2 separate regions of the Muntiacus reevesi genome follow, and region 1 is linked to region 2. Evidence: chromatin contacts called from public Hi-C data. All regions are on one chromosome and are shown on one strand. Each heading gives the region's core, a stretch centred on a gene start, on an enhancer-like site or on the middle of the called end of the contact. The rest is flanking DNA. Distances are from core to core; before and after follow the strand shown. Region 1 holds the start of ELL2 (elongation factor for RNA polymerase II 2). Region 2 holds the start of RFESD (Rieske Fe-S domain containing).

Region 1 (7,159 bases), core at 3,470-5,969, 300 kb after region 2:
AAAAAAAAAAAAATCAACAGGCTCAGCAATGGCAGACTCTGAAAACAATATTTTGGTAAGGTTTTTGTTACTGCAAAATGACTTACTCAAATGTCAAAATAAAGCCAGTTACACATTACTGAAGGAATTGGCTAAAATAAGCTTTAGAATTTTAGGGTTTGATTTAAAACACTTTTAAGATATATCTGGGAGAAATATGTAATTATAGTAACATATAAAATGTATTTAAATGTATAGGGATTTAAATTAAATCATTTAAAATGTATAGGGATTATATAGACCATAAATTCAGACATGAATTAGAATGCCTATAAAGTTGTAATATGTGATTTTGTTTAGTAACTTGTAACTTCATTCAAAATAAACTATGGGGGGGGGAAGTAGCTGTGCAATATATACTAAATATCTGTATCAGTATTCTGAGTTCATTCTGCAAACCATGAAAATAACTTTCCAATTAATACTTTTTTGTATATGATCAACTGGAAACTTTCTGTATGCAAACTGAGTGAAAAACAACTTTTAGGAGATATTTACTCCAACTATAACTCCCTGAACTCACAATGTCTCTATCCCCCACCCTAATCTCTGTTTAAAAGGTTCCCAAATGGCATTTTTCATTTCTTCTCTAAAAATAGAAAACTTGAGTAATGAAGGTCAATTAGGTTTGTTTGTCTTGAAACAGTGAGGAATTGTTTCCAATTAAAGATTCTGTTTCCATGGACTCTAATAATTTCGGATACTTGCCCAATTACATCTAGAGAACTTCTGTATTTAGCCTAAGTCATAGTTTCCTAAAATTCCTAAATGTACCTCCCTGCAGTCTTAGGTCAGGTAGGTTAATTTAGGAAAATCCAATGGACAAAATAATCTGGATAAAAATAACTCTGATGCTTAATTTAGGAAATTAACCTCTTGAAGTTTCTGGGTCTTAGAAAGTCATCACAAGAGGAGGAATAACAGTCATAACCTTGCATAGGCCAACACTTGGGAGGCCACTTGTCAAGCATCAAGCACCTTCCTATCAAGTACAGGAATGGTAGGGAAAGTTTCACATGAGAGGTCAAAGCTATCCTACCCCTCCTCCCCCTACCCCATTCCAAATGCAGCTACAATTTAAAGTAAGGAGCCCTACTTTGATAAGGGTGGAAAGTGTAACAGACCAAGTATGTATCATTCTCCTGGAGGACAAAAGCTGGGCCATCTGCCCACTGCTGGCAGCTTTACTGTGATGGGGGAGCCCCGTTCGGCCTGAGTCAGGAGGAGGGGCCCTGTGGGAGGTTTGGCTAAACACACCATTTTTCAGCTGTCAGAAGTTCCCAGTCTTACCCCGATTCCTGCTTTATCAAGTCCCTTAAAGTGTTTCCGTGGCCAGAGTGACAGTGAGGCCTGGGGACGGAACTGGTTAAGTCAGAAACGAGGCTGGGACCAACCGTAACTGTCAGATCAGTTTACTTCTTCCTCCTCTCCCTGCATATTACCACTTTTACTACCAGCCTTCCAGAAGAAAAGGCACCCAAGGACTACACTCAGAAAGGTAGAAGGGCAATGTTGTGAAGTAATTAGCCTCCAACTAATAAAAATAAATGAAAAAAAAAATTTTTTTTTAAATTAAAAAAAAATAAAATGACCAAAAAAAAAAAGAAAGGTAGAAGGGCTTGAAAAAGTCTTCTCCCGTTCCCTTCTCTGCCTCTGTACAGACTAACCAGACCTCTTAATTTGCATACACAGAGATGGAAACAGACAGTAATAATATTCATAGGCAACAGAAGTAGTCAGGAGTAAGGAAAGCCATTGACTTTGGTACCTTTGCCTATAAAGTGAACATAAATAATCAAGAACTAAGCAGTGGGCTGGAAGAATTTTTGATCTGCTATTTCTTAAGACAATGGCATATAAATGTGGGGGCTTTTGGACTCAAAGCATTCTAAAATTTAATCCCAAGCACGAAGCGCTAAGGTGTAGGAGGCAGAAACCAGGGGAGGAAAACAAATAGCACTCTCTTCTTGGGTGCCAGCAGTCAAGCAGGTCAGGGCACGCTGGGTGCTCCTGTCGCTTCAGCCTCCCTGGGGAGCACCCCTTCCCTGGGTGGCCTCCTCACCCACCCGCTTCTTCCCTCTGATCCAGTCTCTCAGTCTTGCTGTAATCAGCTGTACGGTTTGCCAGTTGTCCTCCAAGATGGCTGGCTGAACCACTGCCCCCAGAGGTGCCTCCCCACCCCTGTGTGTCAGTTATCTGCTCCCTGGGTCTGTTTCTGACTGCAGGTTGGCCTCCTCCGGCTGACTCCTTCCTCTCCGGTTTCTGAGCGTTTTTTCCTCTTTACATACCCTGACCTACCTTCTTCCCTCTTGTCACTCCTTCCACGCCCTCCCCTAGGAACAGAGACAGACTTATCTCTCCATCTTGCAGGGCTGAGTTTCTCTCCACTGTCTGCCCGCCTATCTGGCTTCCCGCACTCGGGGCCTCGCACTCCATGCTGGCGCTGCTCTCTCCCCTGCAGATGCACCTGTCTACGAGTAGCTACTGACACAAGCAGTTTTTCTTTATTTCCTCGCCTTCCTACTGCTGAGTATACATTGACTTCCCAGTTATACCTGAGACCTTTCCCCCCCCTGAGATTTCACAGGTGTGTGCAAGGCTTCTCCTTGTGCACGCCCTCCTCCCTGCACTCCTGTAGTTTTTGTAGTCTCTGGTGGGTAACACATATGCCCTGGAATGTACATTCATGCGCCCACTCAATCTGTGAGTGCCATCTGCGGGCATGTCCCTGAGTGTCTCCTGCTGTTTACACGTACACTGTTAGGGGAGTTCTGGCACTTCTCGAGCGGTGCACAGCCGCGTGCTCCCCCTGCGTGCAGCCTTCTGTATGGGGGCGCCTCTGAAGGTTAAGTCTCCCTTGGCCCAGGTTCACACCTCTCCTGCCGTTTTGCATATGGCTCTGGGCCTTCCTTCGAAGCATTTAAAGTGCCTGGCACTAGTGGGAGCTCAACAGATGTTAATTCCTTTCTCCACTTTTATCTGAACAACTGTGTGTGTCCGGGTGTCCTCCCGGCCTCTGCGCCTGCTTTATGAGATCAGTTAATCGGTGCGTGTTTCCTTGGCATGGGCTCGGCTCTTCGTCGGGATGCCCTGCGGGTTCTCTCCTCCACGGATGTCTCTCTTCTCGGAGCGACTGTTAACCGGTCTCTCAGATGATCTATGCCTTCCCTTTCACGATGCGTCCACTCTGCCTCCCTCACCCACACACGGTACTGCATGGCCATAAACGGCGTCCCCAGGCACTCCGCTTGCTGCGTCCCTTGGCAGTGCCTTCCACCCTCTCTCATTTATTTTTTTAAAACCTGCAAACGCGTTCCTTGGTTTGTCCTCCAACCGCCGAGTCTGTGAGCCTTCGCTGAGCTCGAGTTGTGCGTGTGTGTGTCCACGGGTCTCTCTCCGGAAGGCGGAGCGGGGTGCGACACCCGAGTCTGCCCAGAATGCTGTGTAACCACCTCCCCAAGCCCCGCACCCCGATCCCGGTCTCTCTCTAGGTCAGTGAGTCCGCCCCAGCCGCGAGCGACGCGTCTTTGGGGGATGCGGAGCCACCGAGAATCCTCCTCTCTCGGGGACCGAGGTCCTTGCTCCCGGGTGAGCGCTGTGTGTGTGTGTGTGTGTGTGTGTGTGTGTGTGTGTGACTCCCCGGTTCTCTGGGAACGCGAAGCGCCCCTGTGCCCGACTCCCTCCAAGTGTAAGGTGTGCCCCCCTCCGCCCGCGGACGCGGAGCGCCCGTGTCAGCCTCTGCGAGTACACGGTGGGCACCCACCCCACCCACCCCTCCACGCCCCGTACGCGACCGCCCGTGTGGCCCCAAGTGCCTGCGGTAAGTGTGTGTCCCACCTTCACACGCGGAGCGCCTGGGTCCCGGTCTCTCCGCGGCTCTACGGTTAGGACTCTCCCCCTCACCCCACCAAAAGCGGACGGCTAGTGCCAGCCGGTCCTCTCCGTTCGGTATCTGGACGCTGCCCTCCCCCCATCCACCCCCAAACGTCGTGGGGGCAGAGGAGCCATCTCACTCGTCTCTTCCCTGGTTGCCTCTCTCCCTCAGCGGGACCGAAAAGGCTAGAAAAGCCCCGCGGGCGCCGTCGGAAAGTCCCCGCGGCTCAGGGGCTGCGGCGGCCTCGGCCCCGCCGCCAGGGGCCGCCCGCCCGCCCGCTCGCCTCCCCCGGCCACACGCCCCGGCGCCCGGCCGGCCCCGGACGGTGGCGGCCGTCAGCCACCCTAGCCCGGCCCTGCCCGGCCCCACCGCGGCGCGCGCGGACGGCAGCCGAGGCGAGTCACCGCTCCGCCGGCCCCGAGCCAGGTGCCGCCGGGTCGGACAGGGGGCGGCGCGGCCGGGGACGCCCTCTCCCCTCTGTCCGAGCCCGGGCCGGCTCAGCCGCCCGGCCTCACCTTGTGGCTCTGGTAGGTCTCGAGCGCGCGGATCGCCGTCTCGGTGAGCTTCACATGCAGTACGGTGATGTGGTCCTGTCCCAGTCGCCCGCACGACAGCCCGTAACGCTGCTCCTCCCGCAGGCCCGCCGCCGCCGCCGCCGCCCCCCCCGCCGCCATCTTAAACTCCCCGGGGTGCCGCCGCCGACGCCGCTCGGGCTTCAGCCTCCACTGCGGCCGCGGCTGCTCGGGCGTCTGCAGCCGCCGCCACAGCTACGGCCATCCCGCTGCTGACGTACTGTCATATACTGCGCGCAGGCCAGACCTCCGGCGGCCACGGCCGCCGCCCGCCCCGCCCTCCGGTCTCGCGCCCCGCCCCGGGCTCGTCTCATTGGCCCCCGGGGCTCCTTAGGACCGCCCTTATTGGCCGCCTCCCACTCTCACGGGGGCGGAGCTCAAAGTCGCCGGAGTTTTGCTCCCGGGACGGGACGTCCGAGAGGTGAGAGGCTGACGTCGAGGTGACGCGCCAACTTAATCACACCTGACGTCACGCCTGGTGGGCTTGCCTCACTGGCGGCCATTGGCCAGGCTGGTTTGGGGGTGTTTGTGGGGGAGCCTCCTGCTAGTTTAGGGTGTCCAGGTTGCCTGGTCTGATTCCCTGGAGTCCGAGCCCCGCTCCTTGAGGGGTACAGAGAGCTGGGAGTGTAGGGGGGGAGACTCTCTTCCTGTGCTGGTGGTCCTTGGAGAGGGAGATTCCCTACCCCAAATTGGTGGCCAAGTAAGGACTTCGTTCCCCGACGGCTGCTTTAGCCTGTGGAGTAGGATGTGTGCGTATGAGGGAAGCTCGCAGTCACTTGTGGAGAGTCGCTCCTCAGAACTCGTCGCTTTGATGAGCGGCTGGAACTGGGGAGAAGGACGCTCTTCTTCATCATTTGGCCCGAAATTTGAAATTAGCGAGTTGGCCCCCGGCTTTGAAGAATTCTGCTAGATTGTGTGAAGCCTCTTAACGAACGTGAAACTAGCTTAGGAACCAGTGCCTGACGCTTTGGTGCTGTGGGCACAGCAGAAAACGGAAATTGAAGGGTTTTCCCACGCCGTGCCCGGTTGCCATCCTGGAGAGAGAAATGTATTCCGTTCCTTTGGACTTCTCCAAAGTAGGCGCAGGGTTGTGTATAAATTATGCATGCACGCATGGGACTTGGGGCGGCACTTAGGGTTTTCCTTTCGAAGGGCAGTAGGAGAGTTTAAGTGGCCTTCACTTATATTAAGAGACACAGCGACATCATGCCCCGGTTTAGTCTGAGTTCTGTCCGTTTCATTTGACAGGGAGGTGTTTGAGCTGTTGCTATTAAGTGGAGGAGACTGGCGTGTGAGGGGGTGAGGAGGCTGGGCGCACTTTCCGTTCCTCGCGACGCTCCGTGTGTGGGCGTGGCTAAGGGAAGACGCCTAATCCCGAGCGCTCTTCAGCGCTGCGTGTGGATCGACTGGACAGGCTTCCCGTCAGACGATGAGTTAACCGGGGATCAGCGACGCCAGATATTAAAAAAGCAAGCTATTCAAAGGCTTGAAACTACTGCAAGGTCTTTTTTTTTTTTTAATTACTTAAAAAAATTTTGAGACTCTTTTTTGTTTCCCTCAGATTATAAAACTCCGTTGCGTTTGACAGGGATTTCCCCAGAAAAAAAATGTATAGGCATTTAATCAGTGTTTCCCATACTTTTAAATTGGATAGTGCCATTATTTTTTTCCAGACAGGTCCAAGGGGGAGTTTTCCATGATTCACCTCCCGCTTTTAATCAATCCTCTACCGTTCATGCACACTACCTCTTGATTCAGACCCTTGAGCCTTACAGATGACAGAACAGATTACAGATTCGTCCTGTAAACAAATTACTGAACGAATCCTTCTTCCATAGAATATGGGTTAAGTGGAAACGCCTGTATTAAGTGTTGTTACCAGGAAAGCATTTTTGAAATGGACTTAATTTCAATCCACTAGATTCTGCTAGCTGTTAAGACATGATTAACACTTGTTAATCTAGTTTACTAGTGTTTAACTATCTTAAATTCATTAAATAAACCAGGCAATCACAAAATAATTTAAAAAGTAATTTCATACTTGAATTATTCTTTTCTCCTGTTGGCTTTACTTTAATAGGGAAGGACTGACCACATATCCAAAGCTTTAATTATTTGGGGGTGGGGGTGGGGGAGACTGACCAGAACAAGTAAAACCTGTATACCATTCCTTTTTTGGTGAAGGTGGGTAAATCCCCGCCCACATGGCATCTTAACTTGGCCTCCTCTTACTCAGAACTTCTGATGACATCCATAGGGTGGGGAAGGAGTGGGGAAGGGTGGTTTTCACTGTAGTTTTTAAATGTCTGACCTGCAGGCACTTAATAGAAATTGATTTTTTTTTCTTAGTTGTGATAAGAAAAAATTTTTCATGCTGTATTTTAGTGAGTAACCTAATCTTTCAGCGAGTATTACAGTATATTATTGTAGTGAGTTAATGTTTGTATTTTCTCCCTTTGGAGCATTTCAACTGTGGAAGGAAGCAATGACCATGTGTTAATACAAAGTAATAGGGTAATCCAGTTATGTGTTTCTTCACTACAAAGTACACATTATGCCTGCCTGAATCTGTTGGGCAAGTTGTGATGCTGATAAGGGTAATTCTTTCTCAGGGGGCTGATGAAAGTAGCTCTTTGGGAAGTTTGCCATTTTATAGTTATTTTCAGTTTCTTGT
Region 2 (6,852 bases), core at 19-2,518:
ATATGGAATTTAGAAAAATGATACTGATGAACCTATTCACAGGGAAGGAATGGAGACACAGGTATACAGAAGGGACTCATGGACACAGTGGAAGGAAAGACTGGGAGAAAAGGAGAAAGTTACACTGACACATGCACTACCACATGTAAAAGAGATAACTGGTGAAAAATTGCTATATTACACAGGGAGCCCGGCTTGACGCTCTGTGAAGACCTAGAGGGGTGGAAAGTGGGGATGGGTGGCATGCTCAAGCTCGGGATATATGTATAATACCGGCTGATTTTTATAAAGCAATTTTCCTCCAGTTAAAAAAATAAAAACCTATCAGACTCATCTAGCTTCCAACTTGAACACATGTATGTGTGCAGGGTTTTTGGGGTTTTTTTTTTCTCACAGAAATATAAACAGAAAAAAACAAAGTCACAAAGTTCAAAACATGAAAGTGAAACCCATCTTCCCCCAAGTTTAAAGACCCAATTTTTTAAGCTTATGTGCATATGTCTGCATTATTTGTATCTAGAGAAATAACTTTCATTTACACCAAAGAAAGCATACTGCACAGTATTCCACACTTTGTAGCAAATTCATTCATTACATCATGAATCGTGCTGTTGAGTATGTGGTTAGAAAGTAATTCACATGTCTACACAGTTTTTAACCACTTCCCAGCTGTTGCTCATTTGGGCTATTGTCACTTGCCTGGCAATAAACACCATTATACATTATATGCATCGTGAGGAACTCTAGTAAATATTTTTATGAGGTAAATTTCTAGAAGACAGACCACTGAGTGAGTTCAATAAACACCATTATACACAGATCATACGCATCGTGACGAACTCTACTAAGTATTTTTATGAGGCAAATTTCTAGAAGACAGACTCCGGGTGAGTTCAATGAACACCATTATACATAGATTATATGCATCGTGACGAACTCTAAATATTTTTATGAGGTAAATTTCTAGATGTAAGACCCCTGAGTGAGTTCAATATACACCATTATACATGGATCATACGCATCGCGACGAACTCTAGTAAATATTTTTATGAGGTAAATTTCTAGAAGACCCCTGGGTGAGTTCAAAATCTAGATAAATGTGGTGGGCTCAACAAACGTTTTAAAAGAACTGGGGAAGCCTACGTCTGTAAAACACACGACTGAGACGGTCACTTCGGAGGTCCCGGCGGAGCGCTGCGAGACGGCGGTCGCGGTCACGCGGGGTCGGCAGCCGGCGACGCCTCAGAGGCCGCCCCGGGGGCGGGCGCGCTGGGTCACGTGGGCGGCGGCGCCCCGCCCCGCCCCGTCACGCGGAGCGCCACGCGGCCTCCGGTTTCCCTGGCCGGCTCAGTATCCTCACGCGGGGGCGCTGCGGCCGGGTCTCGCGGAGGTGGGGCAGGGAGCCGGGGAAGGTAAGTTCTATTCCCGCCGCGGGGTTGGGCGGCCGTGCGCGGGGCGGAGCTCGCGAGACTCGCCGCTTCCGGCCGGGCGGCGGGCCGGGGCTCGGGCTTCCGGCGGCGGCGGAGACCGGGAGTGGGTTCGCGGTTGCCCTGCTGATTTTCCTCCCGGCTCTTGTGAGCGCTGCGGCCCCGCCGCCCTAGACGCTGCTCTCCATATCCGTGAACCCTCAGCGCAGGCTTCCGCCTGGGCGCTGTTAGCCCATCGAGCTTGTTCACCGTCAAGGCTGGTCCTCACTCCGGACCTGCAGCTTCCATTCAGTTCAGTTCAGTTGCTCAGTCGTGTCCGACTCTGCGACTCCATGGACTGCAGCAGACCAGGCCTCCCTGTACATCACCAACTCCCAGAGTTTACTCAAACTCATGTCCACTGAGTGGGTGATGTCGTCCAACCATCTCATCTTCTGTCATCCGCTTCTCCCGCCTTCAATCTTGCCAGCATCAGGGTCTTTTCAAATGAGTCAGTTCTTTGCATCAGGTAGCCAAAGTATTGGAGTTTCAGCTTCAGCATCACTCCTTCCAATGAATATTCAGGACTGATTTCCTTTCGGATGGACTGGTTGGATGTCCTTGCAGTCCAAGGGACTCTCAAGAGTCTTCTCCAACACCACAGTTCAAAAGCATCAATTCTGTGCTCAGCTTTCTTTATGGCTCAGCTCTCACATCCATACATGACTACAGGAAAAACCATAGCCTTGACTAGACGGACCTTTGTTGGCAAAATAATGTCTCTGCTTTTTAACAGCTGCCTCCATGGGCCGTTTTTTAACAAGTTTTCCTGGCATTGGGCTTCCCTCATAGCTCAGTTGGTAAAGAATCCGCCTGCAATGCAGGAGACTCTGATTCCTATTCCTGGGTTGGGAAGATCCCCTGGAGAAGGGAAAGACTACCCACTCCAGTATTCTGGCCTGAAGAATTCCAAAACGTCGAACAGGACTGAGCGACTTTCACTCTTCTTAGCATTATTGCTTTGAAGCATATAAAACCTGCCCCAGAGTTGCCACAGCCCCAGCTGTGGATAGCCCTCTTGGGTATCCATCTCCTGAAGTCTGCAGGCAGAATGATCACCCACGTCTTGACAGCCATGCTCCCGTTGTCTCTGGTTCTTGAGCTTGGTGTTGACAACTGCAGGTTGTCTTGACTCAAACGTTTAACACAGCTTGAAGTCCTTGCTCACAGGCTATCAGAGCTGGGGGGACCCTTAAGAGAGGACCGCCACAATGATTGCGTAGTTTACCACGCCCAGGACCCACCCTGGACACTTGACTATCCTGAGACTTCTGTCCCTCACCACCATCCTCATTGCAGGACTTCGTTATAGCTGCACACACTGCAGCGCAGTGAAATTAGGCGACTTCTCACAAGTTACACAGAGCCGGGGTTCAAACCCAGGTGAGCACACTTGCTACTCTAAGGCCTCTAATGTCGCAGATGACAGTTGCGGATTCCAGGACTGGCTGCTCAACTTTTAAATTGTTAGGGAAGATGGTGACTGCAGCCCTGAAATTAAAAGACTCTTGCTCCTTGGAAGAAAAACCATGACCGACCTAGACAGCATATTAAAAAGCAGAGATATTATTTTGCCAACAAAGGTCCATCTAGTCAAGGCTATTGGTTTTTTCAGTAGTCATGTATGGATGTGAGAGTTGGACTATAAAGAAAGCTGAGCGCCAAAGAATTGATGATCTTGAACTGTGGTGTTGGAGAAGACTCTTGAGAGTCCTTTGGACTGCAAGGAGATCCAACCAGTCCACCCTAAAGGAAATCAGTCCTGAATATTCATTGGAAGGACTGATGTTGAAGCTGAAACTCTAATACTTTGGCCACCTGATGTGAAGAGCTGATTCATTTGAAAAGACCCTGATGCTGGGAAAGATTGAAGGCAGGAGGAGAAGGGTACGACAGAGGATGAGATGGTTGGATGGCCTCACCAAAGCAGTGGACATGAGTCTGAGTGAACTCCAGGAGTTGGTGATGGACAGGGAGGCCTGGCATGCTGCAGTCCATGGGGTTGCAGAGTCGAACACGACTGAGCGACTGAACTGAACTGATTCTGTTTTAAACATTCGTTGACACAAGTCTTGCACATTGGCTTTCCTAAATTAAAAAAAAATCAGGACCATCATCTAAGGATATGTATATGTGGCATATACACACAAACATCTTCGCTAAAAGGTTTTGTACCTTCAAGATAGCTTATGTGCATGCCACCTATTTTTGATAAATCCATGGATGCTACTTAGATAAAATGGTAAGATTTATATATCAGTGTTCACAAAGTTTAGACATAAGATCTCAGTTTGAATCTTCACTGTGATTTGGTGAGTTTGGGCAAGCTTTTGTTAAAGTCTTTTACCCTTAGTTTTCTCATCTGGAAAAGAGGCATTTTTTCTGATGATTAATGAATTCATATATGCAGATTTCAAGCAGTTGGCACTCACTGAAGGGTAGCTAGTTTTATCTGTTATTATTCTGCCAGACAAAGAAATCTAAAGCTATGGCATTTCTCATCTCTGAACCTAAAGCAAAGGTGTCACCTTGGAGCTTTGCATTCTGATAAGCATAGGCCAAGTCCCCAGACTCAGTAAAAGCAACTTTGTGCTTTTGTGCTCAAGAATAAGAAGAAATTCCTTTAATTTCATGTTTCTTTTGTCCCCACCGTCTTACAGAAACTTAAGTTATGCTAAAAAGATTCCCTATGCTGGAAAGGTATCTAATAGAGACAGAGGATTCATTTAGCTAATTAGTAATTTTATGTGGTGTTAGCACCTTTAGAAACCTAATTTTTGGTACAGTCCAAAAAATATTTCTTGAAGAGAACTGTGGAAGAAAATGACTCAACATTTCTTTAAGCAGTTTTCTTCTAGCTCCCATACTGAGTAATGCAGTTTAATTTTTAATTTTCTTATTTTAAGAGTCTACTGTCTTAAAGTTGACTCAACACAGAGGAGATGTGTAGGAGTATATGAATAGTGCATCAAAGTAACAGTAATTAAGGTGAACACAGTGACTTCTTTGCTGAATGGACCGTGATATTCACATTATTTAATTAAGAATAATATGGGTGTTAATTATAGTCACCAGATATCATAAATAGACCACCTATGATGCTTAGAGGGAACAATTATTTGAAGTATGAGATAATACTTTTCTAAGCAAAATGCAACACTGATCGTATTTCTCTGAAACCTTTATCATTTAGCCCCAGCTTTCTCTGCTCGTTTCTTATCAGCCCATGCAAAGTTCCCTACAATTTTCCTTGGTTGGGGGGGAACCCTGCAAAGGCTCTAAGAGACTGAAATGAGAAAGGATAGTGTTTGGTTCTCATTTATTTGGAAGTTCAATAGAATTTAATTAACTTCTGATGCTAATCCATATCTCACGTGTTTTGGTACTTGCTTGAGTTATGTATTTCTTTTCTATTTGTTGCCTGGAAAAAGAAAAGTAAGAGGACTGTAGGTTTATTTCTTCCTCCATGGCAAGTCTTGAAATAAGCTGTACAAAAATTTCAAATAGTCCATTCATGATCTGTTTACATATACATTCTCTGAGGACAGAAAGTACCATTTTATCCCTTTTCTTGGATTTAGGATCATTTGTTACATAAAGTAGGATACCGCTTAAATTTGGGGGGAAAAATAATTTTAAATATGAGTAAGTGTAATACATTGATAAACACTTAAAATTTGTGTTTATTATCCCCTTGTTTTTCTTTGTAAATTTTCCCTATGTACATTTATCCACAAATAATACATTGTTTTGTTTTGCCTCTTTTGACACTTTATAAAAATAGAACCATACTCTGAATTCTTAAAACCTTGTTTAAAATTACATTTTTGAATAATCCAACTTGACATAGCCATACATTTTTCACTGCTACACAGCATCATTGAACGAGTATAAAAATCATCCGGTCTACTGTTGATAGATTTGACTTGTTTCCTATCTTTTGCTGTTATAACTATTCTTGTGCATTTTTTCTGGTGTACCTGTGCACACTTCTATGGAATATATCTGAAGTGGGATTATTGGGTCATGAATGTGTTCAGCTTTGCTAGGTAATGCTAGATTGTTGTACCTCTAATTGATGTCATCACTAACCGTTGCTCCATATCCTTGCCAATACTTGTTACTTTTTGCCAGTCTGGTGGCTGGAAAATAGTATCCTATTTTGACTTTGCTTTATATTTCTTTTACATTTTTCTACTAATTAGGTTGAGAATCTTTAAATGTGATTTCTGGCTATTCAGACTTCCTCATCTGTGAAATGTTGAAATGTTTGTGTCTTTTACCCATTTTTATAATGGTTATTTGCCTTTTCTTACTTGTTTATAGAATACTTCATGTTTTTGGAATCAATCCTTTGTTAGTTATATGTGTTGCATGTTCCATATTTTTCTTTTTCTTCAGCTTATTCCCCCCCCCTCCTCTTTTCAATTCATCTGTCTGTCCCCATTCTTCTTATCATTATTGCCCTTCTGTTCTGTCACAAAATGTGATAATGACTGCACATGCAGCAGAAGTAAATGTTACCATCTGAGCAGTTTGTATGCTTTGGGCACCTGCCAAAATCAAGTAAAACCAGATAATTGTTTAGAAATGTTGCAGTCCAGCCTCTGGTCAAGCATGGCTAATCCAGAAAGTCTAAATATTGGATGTTCTTCATCCAATTGTATTAGACCTCATTCTCTATGGACACTCCCACTCCAAGTGATTCTGTTGAATTCTTTAGTTCAAAAACTGCCAAATTTATCTCTGTAGTGAGTCTCAACTCTAGTCTCATATATCTGACCTTTGACTTGATATCTCTTGAGTACCTCAGACTCACTCTGTACAAAATGTAACTAGTTCCTGATTTTTCCTTTCTTTCAAAGTATCATTCCTTTCTCAGTCTGCCCAATCACAATCACAAACCACATAGTTGCACAAACCTAAAACCTGGGAGTTAAATTGCCCTGAGAATCCCATGGACAGAGGAACCTGGCAGGGCTGTGGTCCCTGGGGTCGCAAAGAGTCGGAAACGACTGAAGTGACTTAGCACATCCTTCTTTATTTCTTTTCTGTAGCTCCTTCATTCCAGTTCATCAGCCCAAACTGAGTTTGTGCCTCACTCAATCTTCTTACTGGGGCGAGGCAGGAACTTTGAATTCAATGTAAAGGAAAGCACTACCCTAATGGAGTTTAGGAAATTACAGAGATGTCAGATTTGTACCCTGTCATTTGCATTGTTAACCGTTGCTCTAATTATTAGGAGATAAAGGAAACAAATATAGAAATTCTTGGCAAAACAGTATATATAGTTTTATTTAGAAACTATCATAGAAAAAATAAAAATACCAACATAAGGGAGGCCCTCAGGAAAATCCTCTACATGGGGCCTGAACCCCTGACAATG

The links. A called contact is a pair of places that touch in the nucleus more often than the background predicts.
Region 1: a contact with region 2 is called in a Hi-C map of muscle, with 3 times the contacts expected there. The contact joins the promoter of ELL2 here to the promoter of RFESD in region 2. A contact is called at or near these places in 2 of 3 Hi-C or Micro-C datasets (blood and muscle).

What each region holds. Positions count from the first base shown.
Region 1 is chr1:271,244,461-271,251,619 of mMunRee1.1, forward strand. ELL2 (elongation factor for RNA polymerase II 2) reads right to left here and starts at 4,720. Exons shown (of 12, transcript XM_065918138.1): 1 at 4,429-4,720. The coding sequence starts at 4,587. It overlaps LOC136155962 (a long non-coding RNA gene), which reads left to right and starts at 4,871. Exons shown (of 6, transcript XR_010660891.1): 1 at 4,871-4,906.
Region 2 is chr1:270,945,608-270,952,459 of mMunRee1.1, forward strand. RFESD (Rieske Fe-S domain containing) reads left to right here and starts at 1,269. Exons shown (of 4, transcript XM_065917805.1): 1 at 1,269-1,412.